2 separate regions of the Mus musculus genome follow, and region 2 is linked to region 1. A link is a contact called in public HiCAR-type data. All regions are on one chromosome and are shown on one strand. The core of a region is the stretch at or near the end of the contact, and the rest is flanking DNA. Distances in the headings are between cores, read along the strand shown. Region 1 has its middle 35 kb from the start of Gm33447. Region 2 has its middle 54 kb from the start of Gm34087.

Region 1 (3,907 bases), core at 1,031-3,530:
ACTGAAATACTTGACAGAAGGAACGAAGAGAACGGGCTTATTTTGGTTCATGGTTTCAGATGGTCTGTTCTGGGTAGTTTTTGTCAATGTGACAAGAGTCACCTGGGAAGACGAAATGTCAATTGAAGAATTGCTTCCATTGGATTGACCTGTGGGTCATTTTCTTGACAAATGATTGATATGAGAAGGCTGAGTCCACTCTGGGCAGTGCCATCCCTAGGCAGTTGGACCTGCATGAGAGAGCTGAGAAAGCCAGGAGGCAAACAAGTAAGCAGTGTCCCTCCATGCTCTCTGCTTTACTGTCTGCCTTGATTGAGCTCCTGCCCCGACCTCCCTGGAGAATGGACTGAGATAAGTCGAATAAACCCTGTCTCCCCCCAACCCCCAACTAGCTTCTCCTCAGTATTTTGTCATATCAGCAGAAAAATACATTGAAGGTTGGGTCCCAGGCACTTGTGGTAGGAAAACCAAAGCCTAGTGTCTCAGGATCCAGTCTGTGCTGGAAGGAGCATTTGGCCATGGCTCATTGACATGGTAGCAGATCAGGAGGCAGAGAAAACAAGTCAGAACCAGGGACAGGACAGCCTTCAGACCCTGGCCCTTAGTTACCCAGTGTTCCTAGCCAGGACTCCTAAAGGGACCTAGCCTTCAGGAAAGCACGCCCAAGCATTCAAACCGCAAACCTGTAGGGAACATTTCCGACTCAAGCCCAAGGGAGGATGCTACTCTACATGACTTCAGGGGTCTCTCCTCCCTCTCTTTCCCCTTTCATAGCAAAAACAGTATGGGCGGTAGACCAATGGGGCATTGCATAAAACACATAGTTCCAAATGGTATGGAGACAATAAAGAGGTCACGACACGAGCGGACTCAGTGAGTTCCAGGGGCAGAGACAGAGCACAAGACACCCAGAAAGAGAAGGGACCACAGAGCCATTTCTTCTCACCCCTCAGAGCTGGAAGCTGACCAGCTTCCTGTCTCCTCTTGGTCCTCCCTGACAGCACTTAGCAACATCCCTTTTTTAAAATGCCCATATCTATCCTGGCAGATTCCTTGAGGGCAGGGATGCGATGCATTTGTCATCCCCAACAAACCAAACACACCGCTTATTTCCACGCCCATAGAAACGGTCCCATGAGAATTTATCGAGTGATTAATGCTGAATACTTAAAATGATCTTTAGGGAGATGAGCCATTAGGAAGGTTGGGCCAATTTCTGCTTGTTTTATGGCTTTGGCTCAATGGTTGGTTGTAGGAAGCCCATAATTATTACTATTAATAACAAAAAAATGGCCTGGGTTGAATCTTTGCTTTATTCTTTTGATGAAGCCTTTGGCCTGGTGACAAGAGTGTCACTGAGGGCTGAGAAGCAAATGTCAAGTTGTTGGGCAGAAGTCACAGCAAGCACCTCCGCATCACTACAATGATACAGTGACGTCTGAGCTGTTGGTTTCCAGGCTGAGGCTCTCTGCTTCCAGTTCAGAGAGCGATATAAGCCTTACTTCCTGTCCACTGACCCTTGGTCTAGAGGCTCCAGGCCGGTCCTATCAGAGGCAACTTTGCAGGCAGTCAGGCCCATGAGGAAGTCCATGAAGCCTCAGCAGGTCACAGGAGTACTTGTTAAATTAATACCATGTCTATCTCAGAAAGTTGAAGAAAAAAATCTCCACCAATTAGCAAAATCCTTTCTTCAAATTTGCCTTTATAAAGGGCTCTAGGTAAAGGATAAGAATTGAAAGGGACACTAGAAATTTCACTAAACTGCAGGCAGGGTGAGATGTGCTTTCAATTCTAGCACTCAGAAAGCAGAAACAGGCAGATCTCTGAGTTTCAGGACAGCCTGGTCTACGTTGAAAGTTGCAGGATCTGAGGCTATCCACTAAATCTTGCCCATAAATACAATTCTTTGCCTCCAAACCCAAAACCAATTTTTATTAAACGGTGGTAGTGGTGGCGGGTCCAAGGATCAGGAACCCAGGGGCAGTGTGTCTCTGTATGGTGGGGTTATGGGATCTGGGATAACTCCATGAATTCTTATCCCATTCTGAAGCCATGCAAATTCACTTACAGCCAGAAAAGTCTTGTTCCATGGCAGGGAACCTTGTAGAATCTGGACAGGCGATGTGATGTGGTTGTAGGACAGAAACAGCAGATGAGAACCAAGATAATGAAAAGAATTAGTGTCAGTCATTTGTTGCTTGGCTCTCAGCCCCAGGTAAGCACTCAGCCAACACCCAGGGAAACTGGGCCACAGTTAACTGGGTTTGGGGCCAGAGGCGGTAGGAGCGTTTATTAGCTAATGGAAACAATTTTGTGCTGAGCAGGAAGAGTTCGGGAGTGACAGAGGAGCTTCCTTCTTAAGTCTTCTCTTCCTGAAGACACTGCACAGCCTGGTTTACTCTGGGTGCAACACCCTGTAATTACTGTCAGTTGAAGTGAGAGAAAGGAGCGTACTTCTGGCTCCCTGCTCTCTCCTTGCCTCAAACATAAGCTGGAAAGGGTCAGGAAAGGAAAACAAAACAAAACTCAAGCTAAGCAAGAAGCTCCCCGGACTTTGGACTGGCACGGAGGATGAAATGTCAATAGTTAAACACAAAGAAGAAGAAGAAGTGCTATAGTTTATCATGTTTGGGTTCAGAATCAACAAAGACCCAATTAACACCCATTTGGGAGGTTAGTCATTTTGGTACTTGCAGATAGCTTTTTAAACAGGACTGCTTGGAGTCTGCAGTGCAGGGGTAACTCAAGTGTTGCTAAAAGGAATGTCAGAACAAATAAAGATTCCTACAGAAAAGCTGCAAAATGCAGTGGGGTCCGGCAGCAGGGCTGACAGCTCAGGGCACCCTGGCTGAAGTCAGCTTTTAAGCTCTGAGTCCAGTTGCTCCCTGAAGGTTGTTTTGCTACATGTTTGTTCCTCTTGTCCGTCTTCCTGGATTTGTAGTTTGGGCCTGAGTTCAAGAGTTGAGGTTTTCAGCTTGGGAGTCAAAGTTTGACTCTTCTCCTTGGTCTCAAATTGTTTTGACGTCACTGGTGCAATCGTGAAAGGTCGTTACATGGGAGAGACTCTTCCTTTATTCAACCTTAATTGTATTTGCGAAGTTCCTCAAAAGTGCTGAACCAGGAAGGTGGGAACTGGCTACAAAGTGGCGATTTGCTATAACACCTGGGTCTGCTGTGTTCAGCATTGATACGGCAAGGCAGGCCCCAGAGTCCCAGATGTGTGCGTCTCCCTAGGCAGTACTTCCTCTGCCGCGCCCAGAAGGATAAGGACAGTTCTTTTTTTCAAGCAAGTATAACGATGAAATTACACAGTCCATGCCCCTCTTCCTTAACTCAGAACAACAGACCTTAGAGCTGATTGGGATTGATGCAAGCTTGCTTTGTACTCGAGGAAACTGAGGCCAGGAGAAGAAGAGAATCTCTAGTCTCCCCCAGGTCCAGCAGAACTAGACGGCAATGCTTTGCATTGTGATACTCACAGTCAACAAACACTTACTCATTAATTAGATCTGCCGTCGTTCCCAGAATTTTCCCAGAACCTGTGACTCTAGGTTTGATGGTCAGAACCCCCAGGGTTGCCTTTGTTCTTCATTCTTCCTGGCCAGCATGGCAGAATTCTGCAGAATTCTCTAACCTTTGTCAGAGTTATCAGAAATACGGTCCCCTAGCCTTTCTTACCCTTCAGAAGCAGAAACTTCAGATACTACTCAAGATCTGATTTTTAATGATCTTCCCCAGAAAAATTCTGTGTACCCCAAGAATCACTCCACTTGGTCCAACTTCATATTTTGTAGGCCAGGTGGGGCTGTATAATCAATAATTAATATGAAAAGAGGGTTGTAAATGAATGATATATCTTACGACTGAGAATATGGGGCATTTGAAGTTTCTCTTTCAAATTCTATAC
Region 2 (3,759 bases), core at 404-2,903, 340 kb after region 1:
AGTTCAAGTTGTCCAAACTTCATGACCTTTTTTTTTTCCCCTGGGAGACAGGTTCTCCCTCTAGCACCAGGTTTTAGCCTTTACCTTCTTTCAACATTCGATTCCTGGGGGAGATTCAATTCCTTGGAGACCATTGCTTCAATAGTCTGATATCCAACAGGTGGGACACAAGCCTGTCTCCTTAGAGGACCTTAATTCTTGCCAAGATACTTACACAAGCAGGCTTGCTTCTCGTGAGGGAAGGATCTGTTCCCGGTCTCCTTCCCTGGCTCCCTCCCTCCCTGTTTTCCTGTTTTCCTTCACATCCTCTTTCCTGTAAAGGTATCTGTCTCTGTGTCTAGATTTTCTTTTAATCACTGTGTTTCAGTTCGACGGTGTTGGTGAAGCCCCTATCCGCACGCGCCAGCACATCCAGGTGCTGAATGAGAGTTAGGAAGGTGTGGCTTTCTGACGAGGCTCAATTCAACTCACGGCAGATTACATCTAAAGTCGATCCCATAAAAGCTAAGTTTTATGGTTAATTTCTAGCGTGAACTTGACATTGTTCTACGCCTTCCCTTCATTGGTTTACTTGATTCTCACAATCCTCTGAAATCACTCCCATCAGTATTCAGTGGCAAAGGTCACGTGTCAAGAGGCAGAGCCTCATTTGGGAAGAGCCTGGTTGGAATGTAAGAGCACATGGTTTAATTCCTTGAGATCTTATATTCTACATAACCTCTGCTCTATAAGGCTCAGTTGCAGGTATTTTGAGGTTTTCGGCAGCTATCAGACTTTCTACTCTGGGAGTCATAGGGCTGAAGCTCCCATGCTGTGAAACCTGTTGCATGATTTCATCAGGGGTGTGCTTCCCATGGGCTGTCACAGCCTGAGCATGACCGAGCCGGCCTGAAAAATGGGAGACTTCTGTGAGGGCTGGGTTTTGCCCCGAAGATTCCAAGACAGCCTTCCAAACCTTCCCTCCAAGACAGGGCAGTCCGGGTCACCCTGGACTGAGTCTCCTAGCTCCTCTTCTCTTCCCCTCTTTCCTATAGTCTCCTAGGGTCAGACCTCCCTCCCACTCCTAATAAATCCTGTCTAACTGTGTCTTCCTGTCTACATCTCACCTTGCCTCTGGGCATTCCATTTCTAGTGCTTTCTGTAAATATTAGCTTTTAAAATCCAAGGACGAGTTTGTGGTGTGTCAAATCTCCACAATTAACAGGTTTCATTCTCATGGTGTTGACCCCACCCCTACCTCCACCCATACCCAAGCATTTTTCCTCCACGTTAAAATATAAGGCCAATGGGTGCCCTCGAAGCTCAAGAGGCCACCTCAGGTTTATTTAAAGATGGCCCAAAGCTGATGGAAACTGCCTCCCTGACCAGCGAGCACATATGTGGGCTGCTTTGATGTGACGGATGGGATTGTTTGCTGATAGGGCCTGCTAATAATCCAACTAGGTGATGTCATTCTTGGCAGGGCCCAGAAAGAAAAACAGAGGCCAGCAGCTCCCCTTGGCTGCCCCGGCCCCCTTAAGAGATCTTTAACTTTGCCTTTGCCAAGCAGATGAAATTGAAAAGTTCTGTGAACCCAGCTGAGTTTTCTTGCCTCCCGGGGATGAGCGTTTTTGTCGAAAACCTTGGGCCACTAGGCTGGTTTCCATAAATCCCTTGGAAAGCTCTGTACTATCTTTGGAAATACTCCTGGGAGTGGAGACTTCTCACAGAGCTAGGCAATTCCTGAAGACACAGTCTTTTGTTCTAGATTTGATCTGTCCTGTAGGGAAGAGATCGAAGCTCCTGACCCGAGGAGCTTAAATGGTCAAGGACAGGGTAGGACCATGCCCTGGGAGGAGAGCAGGGACCCGGCTCGGTGGGTAAAGTACTTGCTTAGTATCTTAGGTCCTTCATAAAATTGGGTATAGTGGTGTAGGCTCAGAAGCCTAGCTCTTGAAAGGAGATAGAGGCAAGAGACTCCAAATTTCAAGGCCAGCCTGGGCTAAAGGAGTCCTTGTTTATAAACAAACAAGCAAACAAACAAGCAAATAAATGATAAATCCTCAGTCTCTAATAAAATGCTTTTTCTTTCTTTCTTTTCATTTCCTCAATTTTCTCAGTCCAGGGACTTAGGGAAGCCTCCTGTTTCCCAGTAGAGAGGTTGATCGAAATGCTATCCATCACACCTCCACTCTGCTCCTGGAAGCATATACTGTGGCTAGTTCCCTGCCCAGAGTTGAGCCACTACTTCCTCTCTGCCCACACCGTGGCTTCTCTGGTCCTGTAGGCAGATAGTGTTCGTGTTATGAGACCCACACAGATCCCTATCTGTGTTAGTTAGGGAAGTCTGTGAAATATTCACTGCCTCAAGGAAAAGCATTCACCATAAAATCAAGGCCCTGTCTACACAGGACCACGGAGGCCAAGGCCCTTGAGCTGCATCACCCAAGTTGTAAAATTCCCTTTAGAAGGGTGATCATTTTTACATTGGCCCACAAAGACATACTTTTGGCCAAATTGCCTTCATACAATGGGAAGAGCACATTCCGAATCATTGAGAACTAGGGACTTTAATTGGGCTGGGAGATGTGAGTGGTGTGAGATTTCAGGAGAAATTCTACAAATAAATAGATTTGGTGATTTATAGACTAGATCCCACCTAGTAGGCTTGGAAGGGTAGCAACTGTTGGTAAAGCAGATGATATTTTCCAGTTGGTTTTTAGGATAATCAGGGCTCAGTTGCCATGGAAAAAATCCGTGAGTATGCTGAGTTGAAAACACTTGCAGGGAAGGCTCATGGTGATTTCCAGTCCTATACCAGAGGGTCCTACATCCGTCCATTCCTTATAGACCCATCGAAGATTACTCTGTGCCTCCAGGCATTCAGGGATCAAGGGGCTGCAGTGGTGGTGGGCAGAACTAGCTCTGGGCGTTAGAAGCAGACAATGAGATAACAGTAGATAAAAGTATGGACTATGACAAACAGTGATAAATGCTATAGAAGTTACTAGGTGGGAAGGCAGTTAGGGAGAGCAGCGAGCAATGAATACACAGATCAGGTTATACTGAAAAGGCAGCATTCTGGTAAGGACCTGGAAGAAGGAAGGGGGACTGTCACTAGGACAGAGGGTGCAGCAGTGAAGGCAAAGGCCACTGTGACTGTGGTGAGTGAGAATAATCTCAAGGAGATGTCAGAGGATGCTGGACAGCATGTTGGATAGGCCTGAAGGGCTAGCCACCATCTCTTCCCAGACTTTCCACAGATGGCCCTCCTTCTCACACACATATTTTCCAACATCCCGCAGTGTATACTCAGCTCCTACACTGCTGTTGGCCTCCCTGGCTACTGCCCTTTCAAAGTCCCTTTCTGGTGCCTGCTATGAGTTCTGGAAATGTGGTGAGGGGAACTTTTTTGAGTCAGCATGACTAGTACACCCAGGTCATGAGGGAAACATCTCCTGGTGTCCCCAAGGCAGTCCTGGAAGAAATTAACATTTGAGTCACAGGCTGAGTAAAGTTGATCCACTGCCGCTAAGGGTAGGCATACACCCCTGAACCAACTAAGGGCTTGAATATGATTTAAAAAAAAATGCAGAACACAGTAAGCACATTCACTTCCTGATGCTTTTTCCAGCCCTGCAGCAGAGGTTGTAGGCTTTGTGGCTTTGAGATCTAGTGTAAGGGTCCATGATTCACTGAAGAATGGTACCTTGGATTCAATTAGTATGCAAAAGCAAAGAGCGTTTTATTCTGCATAAGTCCAGCATGCTGGCGTCTACC

What was found. HiCAR-type assays count read pairs that join an accessible place to other places.
Region 2: a contact with region 1 is called in a HiCAR-type map of fibro-adipogenic progenitors, with 6 times the contacts expected there. The contact joins two enhancer-like sites. A contact is called at or near these places in 4 of 115 datasets of contacts at active chromatin or transcription factors (the NIH/3T3 cell line, embryonic stem cells, extraembryonic endoderm stem cells and 1 more).

The regions. Positions count from the first base shown.
Region 1 is chr13:97,339,176-97,343,082 of GRCm38.p6, forward strand. No RefSeq gene overlaps it. Among named protein-coding and RNA genes, the nearest start is that of Gm33447, 35 kb to the right of the region's middle. Within about 2 kb of position 2,281, at least 24 of the 459 cell types and tissues checked have an H3K27ac peak or open chromatin away from gene starts, as enhancers often do. A contact at or near this core is called in fibro-adipogenic progenitors, where this site is marked.
Region 2 is chr13:97,675,283-97,679,041 of GRCm38.p6, forward strand. No RefSeq gene overlaps it. Among named protein-coding and RNA genes, the nearest start is that of Gm34087, 54 kb to the left of the region's middle. Within about 2 kb of position 1,654, at least 17 of the 459 cell types and tissues checked have an H3K27ac peak or open chromatin away from gene starts, as enhancers often do. A contact at or near this core is called in fibro-adipogenic progenitors, where this site is marked.